Linked DNA regions of Mus musculus: region 1 is linked to region 2. A link is a contact called in public Hi-C data. All regions are on one chromosome and are shown on one strand. The core of a region is the stretch at or near the end of the contact, and the rest is flanking DNA. Distances in the headings are between cores, read along the strand shown. Region 1 overlaps Lmntd1 (lamin tail domain containing 1). Region 2 overlaps Gm38475 (a long non-coding RNA gene).

Region 1 (5,949 bases), core at 1,284-3,783, 170 kb before region 2:
GCTGTGCTCACCAGTGCCAGCCAGTCTGTGGGCTGCCTTATCTCAAGCCTTTTCCGGAAAGTGCTGCAAGCTTCTGCTACCAATATTTTCCTCCAAGTGTGAGGGGACAAGCAACCTTTGGGTTTGATCCCCTGAAACTGCAGCCTAAGTAAGCCTCTCCTACCTTAGGTTTCCCTGTCCGTGGTTTTGGCCATGGTTGCTGCTGTTTTAGGTCTCTCTGTTGCTGTGATAAACACCGTAACCAAAAACGTCTTGGGGAGGACGGGTTTATTTGCTTACAGGCTCTGATCACAGTCCATCATGGACAGACGGAAGTCAGGACAGGAACCAGCAGCATAAGCTTGGAGGCAGGAACCGAAGTAGAGGCTGAGGGACCCCGCCTACTGACTCGCTCCCTCTGGCTCTTGTCGGCCTGCTCTCTTATTTAACCCAAGCTTACATGACCAGCATCAGCACACCCACAGGGGGCTGGACTCTCCCACACCAATCATTATCAAGGCAGTGACTCCACAGACTTGCCAATCTGATGGCCACATTTTCTCTACTGAAGTCCCCACTTACCAAATGACTCTAGAACCACCCAGGACAAGTGCCAAACAATGCACTGCGTCAAGGGAGGAAGAGAGCCTCTGTGGGACCAAGACTGGCCTGCAGGGTGTGAGGTGTGAAGGGACAGTCAAATGATGGACATGAATACTACTGAGCAGGCATTGATTTTGGTTCATAATTTCATGAGATTTCATGCCATGATGGTGGGCAAACAATGGCAGAGTGGCTCACGGTGACAGGAGATTTGGCCAAGCTCCTCCATAACTGTGATCAGGCCAAGGTGGAGAAGGCACAAAAGGAAGGAACCACCTACAGTTTCCTATCTCCTTCAGAGGTGCCCTCCGCAGGCAGGGAAGGTGGTCTGACATTTCACATTCCAGCCCTCCGTCTTAACCTGGGTTTTGCTGATGGTGTCTCAGGAGACAGGGTAATTCATTTGAATTACATGTCCTTATTTTTCTAGCCAATTTTAAATACAAGTATTATAAAATTCAGTTTAAATCACGAAGACATGGATGGCTGAGTAAAGATGAATCTAGAGAGTTCCCAATCTGAAACCCAGCAAAGGGCAGGAGAGACGATTAAACAGGTAAGGATGCTGTTCTTCCAGACGACTCAGCTTCGGTTCCCAGCACCCACGTGAGTGGCTCACAACAGCCTGCAATTCCAACTCTTGAGATTCTGAACTCCCTTCTTTACTCTGAGGACACACACACACACACACACACACACACACACACACGCTCACACACATGCTATGCTATAAACATTCATACACACACACACTACACTGCATGCATCCTCACACACACATGCTCTCACACATACTACTGCATACATTCACACACATACATACACCCCACACTGCACACACACACTCTCTCATATGCACGCACATATATTCTTTCTCATGCACACACAGGAGGCACACATATGCCCCACACTGCACACATACACACATTCTCTACACACTCAGACACATACACACACACATACACTGCACACACACAACCCCATGCTGTGAACACTCACACACATATGCCACATAATACATACACACACCCTACAACATATACAGAAAATAAAATCTTTTAAAATTTTACTCTAGCCTGTTCAACAGGTAGTTACCGAATATCATTGTATAATGAAGTAAGAAAGAAATTCATACTCTAGTCCACATATTATGGGGGGGGGTGTTAATGGTTTTGTGGCGTAGCAAATTTGTCTAGGGATAAGAATTAAAGAATAAATTATAATTATGCTAGTTTTATACCAACGAAAGCATGAGACTGCCAAGCATGGGGAAAGAATCCCAGAAAATTATTTCTAAAGTATCTCATTTTATTCCGCATAGAAGATAGTTATTTCAAATTAAGAGTATAAGCCCTTCCATTAGCTTGTGCACCCCCCTGGGCGCAGAGATCAAGTCTTTGTGTTGTGTTCCTTGTGCATAGTTCAGCCTAGAGCATAGGCAAAGGCAAGACTCCCAAGAAACATTGTTGGGATGAATAGCTGAGCAGAGAAGGCCATGTGCAGTACCTTCCTTATCTCACACTTCCAGTCAGGATCGCAAATAAAGCCCACCCCTGACTCTGAATCTGCTGCAGCCTTCGGAAGCTCAGGGTGCCATAACTCCAAATGGCCAGAAGGGGGCACACTGGGGAGGGATAGGAGACAGCTGTTGATCAGAAACTCGGGACACCCTGACTGCTGCTGGGCACACACTGGGAGAGAGGGGTGTTGGTCTGCCTGAGGCACTAGCTGGGGGCATTTGGGGGTGACTCTAGATGTGCTGTGCAGAATGTGAGCAGGACCAAGGGCCGAAGGGAACAGTGGCCGGCTACTCCAGCATCGAGTGTTGAAAACTCTGACACTCACCTCACCATTGGGCTTGCACAAGATGGTCGTGCAGTCCGGACTGGATCGGAACTTGCTCTGTTCCTCCCAAACAAAGTCCGTTGGTGGCTGTGGCTTTGCTTCCGAAGCTGCTGCCCACACCTTAGAGAAAGCAGTTTGTTGCTGACAAGTGCTACTGCGGTTCCACCCAGAGCCACATCCGACGGTGCTATTGTTATTAATCTTTCTGAACAGATAGGGTTTTCGTTGTCATTAAAGGTGGGAAGGCTCTCCCTGCATTTGCCTGGTCTTGGCTAGAATTCCTACGTTCACATCATTTCTGTGCCTCAGCTTTAGCCTCCTGAGGACCTGGGACTATATAGGCATCTGAGCTTCTAGGTTGTTTTAAAATATAATGTAATGCTAAACAGTGACCGAACACGGTTTAAACAACCACCCAGCCCTGGCTTGTGGTCCGCAAGCGGATCCAGGATAGATATAAATGCACACTGTAGGCTTATTCAAAACACTAGGTCGTACCTTTGAGGTTTTTTGTTTTGCTTTGCTTGTTTTTGTAGCTTGATTTTGTGGTTTTCTAAAGTAATTTTGTAGAGATCTTATCTCAGTGTCATGTAAAACAAGCACACACATACTCTTGCAGCACATGGCTACAGACCAGACATCAAGGTTCAGAGGGTCACAGATGGGGGGTGTCAGGGAGAACCCCCTTAGTGCCTGCTCTCTGAGATGACCAGCTCTTTACTTCTCTTTTAAGAATCCATTTTCAGACTTAGGATTTTCACTTTGAAGGACAAGCCAGAATATGATTGCTTACTACACGGAAGAAAGCTGTGGAGAGCAAAGTACAGGCATCCATCCACGACACTACAAACCACAAAATCACATTTAGTACAAAGATCAAGTATCCACGAGGCCACTTGTGCCAAGCCACAGGCTGACAGTAGAGGCAGCATTCCCTATAGGAACCCAGCTCTGACATTATTACTGGCTCCCAGTGTTCCCAGCTCCCAGTGTTCCCAGCTCTCAGTGCTCCCAGTTCACAATGCTCTCATCTGTGCTCCCAGCACATAGTGCTCCTCTCTCAGTGTCCCCAGCTCCCAGTGTTCCCAGCTCCCAGTGCTCCCAGCTCCCCGTGATCCCAGCTCTCAGTGCTTCCAGCTCCCAGTGCTCCCAGCTCTTAGTGCTCCCAGCTCTCAGTGTTCCCAGCTCACTGTTCCCAGTTCCCAGCGTTCACGGCTCCCAGTGTTCCCGGCTCCCAGTGTTCCTGGCTCCCAGTGCTCCCAGCTCCCAGTGCTCCCAGCTCCCAGTGCTCCCAGCTCCTGCTACCCCCAGCTCACCATGTTCCCTCACGGTATTCCCTGCTTGTGATGTTTTTCTGTTCAAGGCAGCCCTGTGGTCCTGGCTTAAAGTTTCCCTAGCTCCTGACACTCCTGGCTGATAGTGTTCCCAATGCATTAATAAATTCCAGCTCTCAGTGTTCTCTACTCATGTTGCAGTCACAGATTATTTGTTCCCCAACTCACACCAATCCCAGATCATGGTACTTCCAATCCACCACATTTCCAGCTCCTGGGAGTCCCAGCTCATGATATCTCGAAAGCACAGTATCCCTAACTCACCATACTGTCAGCTCAGGCTATTCCAACCCACCATAGCACTGGCTCCGGCCATTCCCGCTTCACGATGGTCTTAGCTTCTGTTGGTGCCATCTCATGGTATTTGCAGCTTGCTGTATTTGACCAGCTCATAGCACTCTCAGCTCCTGGGGTTCTCAGCTTGCTATATTCTTACCTCATTGTATTTCTAGCCCATGGTATCACTAGCCAACCACATCCGCAGCTCACAGGATTCCCAATTCACCATGTTCTCAAATCATGGTCAAATCTTGGTGTTCCCAGTTCATGTGTACCCAACTTACTGTATTTTTAGCTCACAGTATTCATCACTCAGACCCTGGTATTCCTAGCTCACAGTTTTCCCAGATCATGAGATTCCTGACTCAATTCATTCTCAGCTCCTGGTATTCCTACATCAGGGTATTTCCAATTCAGTGTATCTTCAACACATGGTCAAGATGTTCTCAGCCCCTGGTATTTCCAGCCCCTAGTATTCTAGATCCCTGGTATTCCAGCCCCCCAGTATTCCCAGTCTATATTACTTACAGCTCACAGCATCCCCAGGTCACTGTATGTCATTACGATACCCCTAACTCACACTAGTCACACATCATTGTGTCCTTGCCCACTGTGTTCCCAGCTCGCAGTGTTTCCCGTGCACAGTCCACCCAGCTGGTGGTTTCAGATACTTACTGTCACCGTGGAGTTGGCCTGCAGTGTGATGTTGTCGGGGAACTGGTACAAGGAGACTGCGTGTCCATTCACGTTTTGCTGAAGAATGTGGTTTCCAATCTCTACTTCCTTTTCATTGGAGGAGTTGACAAGCCTCACAAAGAGGCCCTTGATATTTACCTCAGCTATTTTAATTTCTCCGAGAGAACTAGAAAATAAGAAACGAAGACAGGGTGGGTATGAATAGGAATGTCTCTGGCCCACAGTAAGAACCCCATAACGAGGTGCGTGTTTGGAATCTTGGCACTCAGAACAGAGGCAGGAGAGCCACAAACTCAAGGTCAGTTGAGTCTATGCAGCATGTTCCTAGCCAGCTGAGATTTCTTGAGAGACGAACCAACCCACCCACCCACAGAGCCTGAGTAATGAACGGCAGAGCTATGGACTCTCTTAGGCAAGAGTCTATAGAGGCCTTGAGGACGTTTTAATGATTGGGTCCTATTTTATGTGTACAGGTGTCTTGCCTGCATGTCTGTCTGTACACTGTGCATATAGTACTTACAGAGGTCAGAGTGAACACTGGGTAACCAGAAACCAGAATATCAGTCAGGAGTGAGCTGCCATGTAGGTGCGGGGGGCTGAGCCTGCACCTCCAAACGAGCAGCCAGTGCTCTTACCCACCGAGCCTTCTCCACGGCCTCCACAACTTGTGTATTTTGCAACCTGAGAAAAATAGCTTGGCCTATTGGTTCTGATCATGGAAAACGTGGCTATGATTTTTCTCAATTTTCTGCTCTCAACAGAAGACATGACATCAAGCACCCAAAAAGACACCAAAGGGCTGGAGTGATGGCTTGTTGGCTAAGCGCACTTGCTGCTCTTGCAGAGGGGATGGGTTTGCTGTCCAGAACCCACATGATGTGCACAACCTCCAATAACTCAGTTCCAGGTGCTCTGGCGCCCTCTCCTGGCCTCCAGGAGCACCACATGCACACGGGACACAGTCCCATGTGCAGGCACATACCCAGAAACATAACATTTAAGTCTTAAAGTATGGTCATCAAAAGCTAAAGCACATAGTTCTTTTCTGATAAAGTGACCATGAGGATGAAGTCACTGTGAGTTAAAAATAATTCTGAATGTGACATTATTCACACATACTATAGGTCTTTTAAAAATTTTGCCTCTTTTATTGAGAATGTAGTATGTTGCAGGGCCTACGTCAATTTCGAATCTGCAGGTTTCAGTGTCACTG
Region 2 (5,225 bases), core at 786-3,285:
ATCACCATGCTTTCCCAAAGAAGAGGGCCTGGGAAGGGAGAGGGGCCATGCTGTCCATGAGAGTGATCCACCACCAACAGAATGCAGTTCTCCATCTCTGCTTCAATCACTGACCACAGGAAGCTCCTCAGTAAATTACAGCCATTTGGAGTCATTTTTCTGATCACATTACCACAAGAGGATTTTTTTTTCTTTTAGCTCATCATTTCAGAAACACTCCTTAGAAATGGCAGCACTGATAAAAGCATGGTGCTAGGTCTTAGCAGTGAGGATTTCGCTCTGTAAGTGCAAAGTCAAAACTGTGGACAGAGTCAGGCGTTGCCGTCCACATACATACATTCTGCACCAGTTAGTTGTTGTCAACTTGACACAAACCTAAATATATCTAGGAAGAAGGAATCTCAACTGAGGAACTGTCTCCATCAGACTGTCCTGTGAGCATGTCTATGGGACATTTTCTTGATTAATGGTTGATGTGGGTGGTCCCATCCCATGGCAAATGGTCCTGGGTTGTATAAGGAAGGAGGTTGAGCAAGCCACCGGGAACGAACCAGTAGGCAGCACTGTCCCGTGACGGTTCCTGAGTCTGCTCCTGCTTGCGCTCCTGCCTGACCTCCCTCAGTGATAGACTGTGGTCAGGACCTGGAAGTCAAGTAAACCCTTTCCTCCCCCAGGCTGCTTTGGCTGCGGTGTTTATCCCAGCAACAGAAGCAAACGAAGGCACCTGCAATCCCAGTGCTTGGAAGGTAGAAGCAGGACGGTCAGGAGTTCAAAGCCAGCCTCAGCTACGTAGCAAATTGGAGGCCTACCTGGGCAGAAAGAGACTCTGTCTCAAACAAACAAACCAATGAAGAGGAAGGTGGCAGCCTAAATTGTGAGGCTGAGCTGGGAACCAGCTCCTTGGCAGGCAGGCAGGAAGACCCATCTGTGTTTCAGAAAAACAAGCATTTTATATGCAAAATGCAAGCAATAAATCACATAGACTGAGGGAAGGACACCATTTGGCACACACTCCATCCCAGACCTAACACGGAGTCTCCATAACTCAGTTCTAATACAACACCCTGCGAGGACCCCTGTAAGAGCCACCTCTGAGATAGGCACAGCAAGGAGGAGGAAGAGCCCTGGAGACCTTCCATCCTGAGAGAAAACCAGACTGACAGGAGGAAGGAGAGAGCTACCTTTTGTTGTTTAAGGTTCCAGGGAAATGACTGATTACAAGACATCTCAGTCTGTTGGACTAGGGTGGACACTGGGTCCGCTTTGAAGCACAACTGGCCCCATCCTGAGAGCTCTTTCACCTCTGCAGGCTGTTGGTCAGGGTCACGGTGTAGGTTAGGGGATGTTTTGTTTTTCTAGATGAGGAATGAAGCTGTAGTGCCCACCTCCCCAGAAAATTAGGAAAAACATAAATGAAAAAGCCAACGGAATATGGAAACGTCCCAGCATGCCTTTCTCTGAAGTTAATCTTCTAGCTTTACAGACCAAATCAATTCTACCCCTGTTGATCTGGGAGACTGCTCCAGTAGATCAAAGGACCTAATCCCCTTTTTTCCCTAGGAAAACACATTGTTTCAATCTGTTCTTCTCTCTGGCTTTGGTTGTAAGACTTCCCCTAACTGGCAACAGTAGTTGTATTTGTGTGAGTGACCCAACCAGATTACATGTTTGCTTTGTGGGTTTCAACATGATATGCAGATAATGACTGCTGTGCACTAACCCTTAAAATGGTCTATTTCTTAGAAGAGGTTGGCTAAAATTCATAAAACATATACCTAACATCATGTAATTTCTCAGGCATTTAACCCTACAGTTATGTATGAAGAATTGTTTTGCCAGGAAAAAGTTAGCCTTACATTCTCTAAATGACCCTCATGCCTTTGCGGTAGTGTCCCCTAGATTAGTGTTTCCTGGAAAGAAAAGAGATGGGTCGATCTCTTCAGGAATGCTTTCCTCCCAGTCATTAGGATTGATAGAATTGAAAGATGGAATTCGGTAGGGAACTGTGTGGCAGAGTTCCCTATCTCTGGGAGAGGCTCACTAAGCCCAAACTGTGGGCGCGGTCTGCCCTCTGTCCCTCATGCACTGCCAGCCAGCTGGGGCCACTCCAGGAGTGAGTGGTCTGTCAGCCCCAGGTTTGCTGAGAAAGCTCAGGACTGAGGTATGGGCCCCCAGGGAGGAGCATCACTGGACTCTACAAGGCGTAACTTCTTACTTCCCATTTTACGGCTGTATTTGCTGCTGGCAAGCTGATTAGAAAACCCTCCTCCACAAGCAGTCCTTACCAACACTGCAGGCCACTGGTCTCCTGGAATTGTCCTAGCTAGACTCTCTCTAGACAGACACTCTATCTAGAATCTCTCTAATGGCTTCTTAACAATTCTAGGACCTGGTCTTAGCAGTCCTCGCTGTAACACACACTGCTCTGCAAGTGCCAAAGGCCTGTGCGCTCCCTAAGGAGACTACGTCTGCCGGTGTCTGTGATCCCAGGTTTTATTTCCACTGTCAGTCAGCCCACATTTACTGAACTGTAGGCTCCCGCCTGCTGAGGGCCAGCCCCTTCCCCTCCCGTACGCTTTTCAAAAATGACTCCGCAGATCTGTTTGTAAAAGAGTTTCTAAACTAGCAGACACATGATGCTCCTCACAGCAAGACCTGCATTAAAGGCAGTGGGCTGAGTCTTTCCCTAGATGCTTTCTGTTGCAGTGACAAACACCATATCCAAAAGCAAGATGGGGAAGAAATTTCAGCTCACAAATTACAGCCCATTATGGAGGGAAGCCAAGGCAGGAGCTTGGAGCAGAAGCCATGGATAAACACTTCTTATTGACTTGCTCCATCTGGCTCCTGCTCAGCCTACTTTCTTTTTTTTTTTTTTTTTTTTTTTTTTTTTTTTTTTTTTTTTTTTACAGAAAATCATTATTTAATGATAGGATAGCTGTGGTTGCACAAATGTATAATCTCAGAGTTTAAATAAAAATAAAGCAGGAAAACCAGGAATTCATGGTTAACCTTGGCTAGAGGAAAGGAGAAACTGTCTCAAAACATAACAAGAATAGCAACAAACAAAAACAATAGCAAACAAAACACACTTCACATAAAATAGATCATTGAACTTTTAGAGTTGGTCATTTAGTAGCAGTGGACCTATTTTTTTTCCAAAGAAGACATTCTTGCCCACTTGTCAATGAGACCTTTTGAATATATTCTTTCTTTATGTTTCCTTATCAGTTCCTTATTTTTAACGTTTTATTTGCTCACATGCTGCATATCTGTTGGTTTATATATGCTGGAGCCTATTCAGAATGAGGGATTCCAAACCTGACAAGAGAAATATTAGCAGCACAAGGGCCACACAGCTGTGATTCTCACCCATTCAGCCTACTTTCTTATACAACCCAGGACCATCTACTTGGGGAAGACACTGCCCACAGTGGTCTGGGCCTTCCCATATCCATCAACAACCAGGACCATCCCCACAGGCCAGCCTGATCTGGAAAAATCATTGCGTTGTTGGAACAAGCCTTTTTTAGGTGGCTCTAGGTTGTGTCGAGTCAACAAAACGGACTAGGATACTTCTTGCCATATCATTCCTTCAGTTATAATGACCCGGTGGGCAAAGGACTTGAGGGCCTGAGTTCAAATCTCTAGCACTCACCCATGTAACAAGTTAGGCATAATAGCATGAACCTATAATTCCAGCACTAAAGAGACAGAAATAAGAGGATTCCTGGAGCTTTCCCACAAGCCAGTTGGGCTGATCAATAAGTTCTAGGGTGGTGAGAAACCCTGTTTCAAAGAATAGGGTGGGGAGCTATAGAGGAAGTGACCTAACAATGACCATACACACACACATACACACACACACACACACACACACAGAGGCATCTGTGGTTTGTAAGATGCAGGACCCAGGGAGGGTAATGGCACAGAGTGAAGTGGCTCTGACCTGCAGGCTGGTATGGAGGCACAGGTTCAGGCCTCCCAGGGCAGCCACGAGCCCAGTGGACTTGCAAGGTCCAGTATGTAGTAGAATACTCTGACACACCTCACATGGAGAGCAGCCAACCATGGACGCAGACAGACTCCGATTTAAATCCTGCCCTAACACTTAATCTTCAGAACAACCTTGGGCAGGCTATTTTGCAGGCCCCTGACTTCCTGAGATAAAATTAATCACCTAGAGTGAAGCTTTGGTTTAGACGGGCTGTCTGTGTGGAGTCGTAAAAGCGGAAGCTTCGTAAATCCCAGTCCTTCATTAACTCCTCCACCAGGACCACCATGACAGGAGTCGCTCTGAATCCTGTCTTCTTGGTGTGCAAATGAGGATAACAATTGCACCATGTTTAAAATGCATGACAGTCATGTTGACTTTCATCTTAAATTCCCAGCCTGGGTAGGTAGACCCTAGAACCACTGCCCTTCCTGTAGTCAGACCCCACAAGGCCACATTCACCATAGGTCAAACCAGAGAAATGATTATATGAAAAATGTACTTTCCTATCAGCTTTATAAGCAGTGGTGTGCACGTGTTCATGCATATGCACATGTGTGGGGGCCATAGGTCACCATGTATTTATTTTCCGAGACAGTTTCTCTGACTGAGCCTAGCATTCACGGATAACGCTAGGCTGGATGGTCAGTAAGGTCTGGAAAGAGCTGTCTGTCTCTACCCCTCCTGAGGGCCGGCCACAGGCGCATACCACTGCCCCTGCCTTTCCTGTGGTGATGGGGAGATCTGAACTCACGACCTCCTGCACACCCTTCACAGGCCTCTTAAGAACCATTTATAATGGAAATTTCTGATCCTGAAGGAATGTATTCAAGAAAAAGAAAGAGAAAGTGCGCTTCATTTACCTTTCTACCTACATATCTGTGTTTATTTTAGACTGATAAGCTGTGGCTGATGTAAACACTTGGCAATCAGGGTACTTTGAAAATGTTTTCTATTTTCATTGAATGTTTATCCTGAGGAGAAATGTGTAATGTCTTCAGTATTGCCTCGCGGTGATGCATATTTATGATTTAATAGTCTACCACTTTTGGAAATTTTTTACCTTTAAATTTTTGAAAAATGATATTTACATAATTTTCCCTCAAGCACTTGAATAATTCTCTAGCGTACTCTTTCATGATTTTACATACAGACGTCCCTTTCATCTTCTAACGGCGGATTTGTTTATCTTCTCACTTAATCAGGATATTTTAGATGAATATTGAAATAA

The links. Hi-C and Micro-C count contacts between places; a contact is called where the count stands out from the background.
Region 1: a Hi-C map of extraembryonic endoderm stem cells shows a contact between it and region 2, with 1.8 times the contacts expected there. The contact joins two enhancer-like sites. A contact is called at or near these places in 4 of 484 Hi-C or Micro-C datasets (the G1E-ER4 cell line, the N1E-115 cell line, embryonic fibroblasts and 1 more), 2 of 115 datasets of contacts at active chromatin or transcription factors (large pre-B cells and stem cell-derived neural progenitor cells) and 1 of 9 other capture datasets (embryonic stem cells).

What each region holds. Positions count from the first base shown.
Region 1 is chr6:145,414,973-145,420,921 of GRCm38.p6, forward strand. Lmntd1 (lamin tail domain containing 1) reads right to left here. Exons shown (of 10, transcript NM_028742.2): 6 at 4,716-4,902; 7 at 2,428-2,547. Among named protein-coding and RNA genes, the nearest start is that of Lmntd1, 17 kb to the right of the region's middle. Within about 2 kb of position 2,534, at least 25 of the 459 cell types and tissues checked have an H3K27ac peak or open chromatin away from gene starts, as enhancers often do. A contact at or near this core is called in extraembryonic endoderm stem cells, where this site is marked.
Region 2 is chr6:145,590,141-145,595,365 of GRCm38.p6, forward strand. All of the region lies in intron 1 of Gm38475 (a long non-coding RNA gene), which reads right to left. Among named protein-coding and RNA genes, the nearest start is that of Gm38475, 22 kb to the right of the region's middle. Within about 2 kb of position 2,036, at least 29 of the 459 cell types and tissues checked have an H3K27ac peak or open chromatin away from gene starts, as enhancers often do. A contact at or near this core is called in extraembryonic endoderm stem cells, where this site is marked.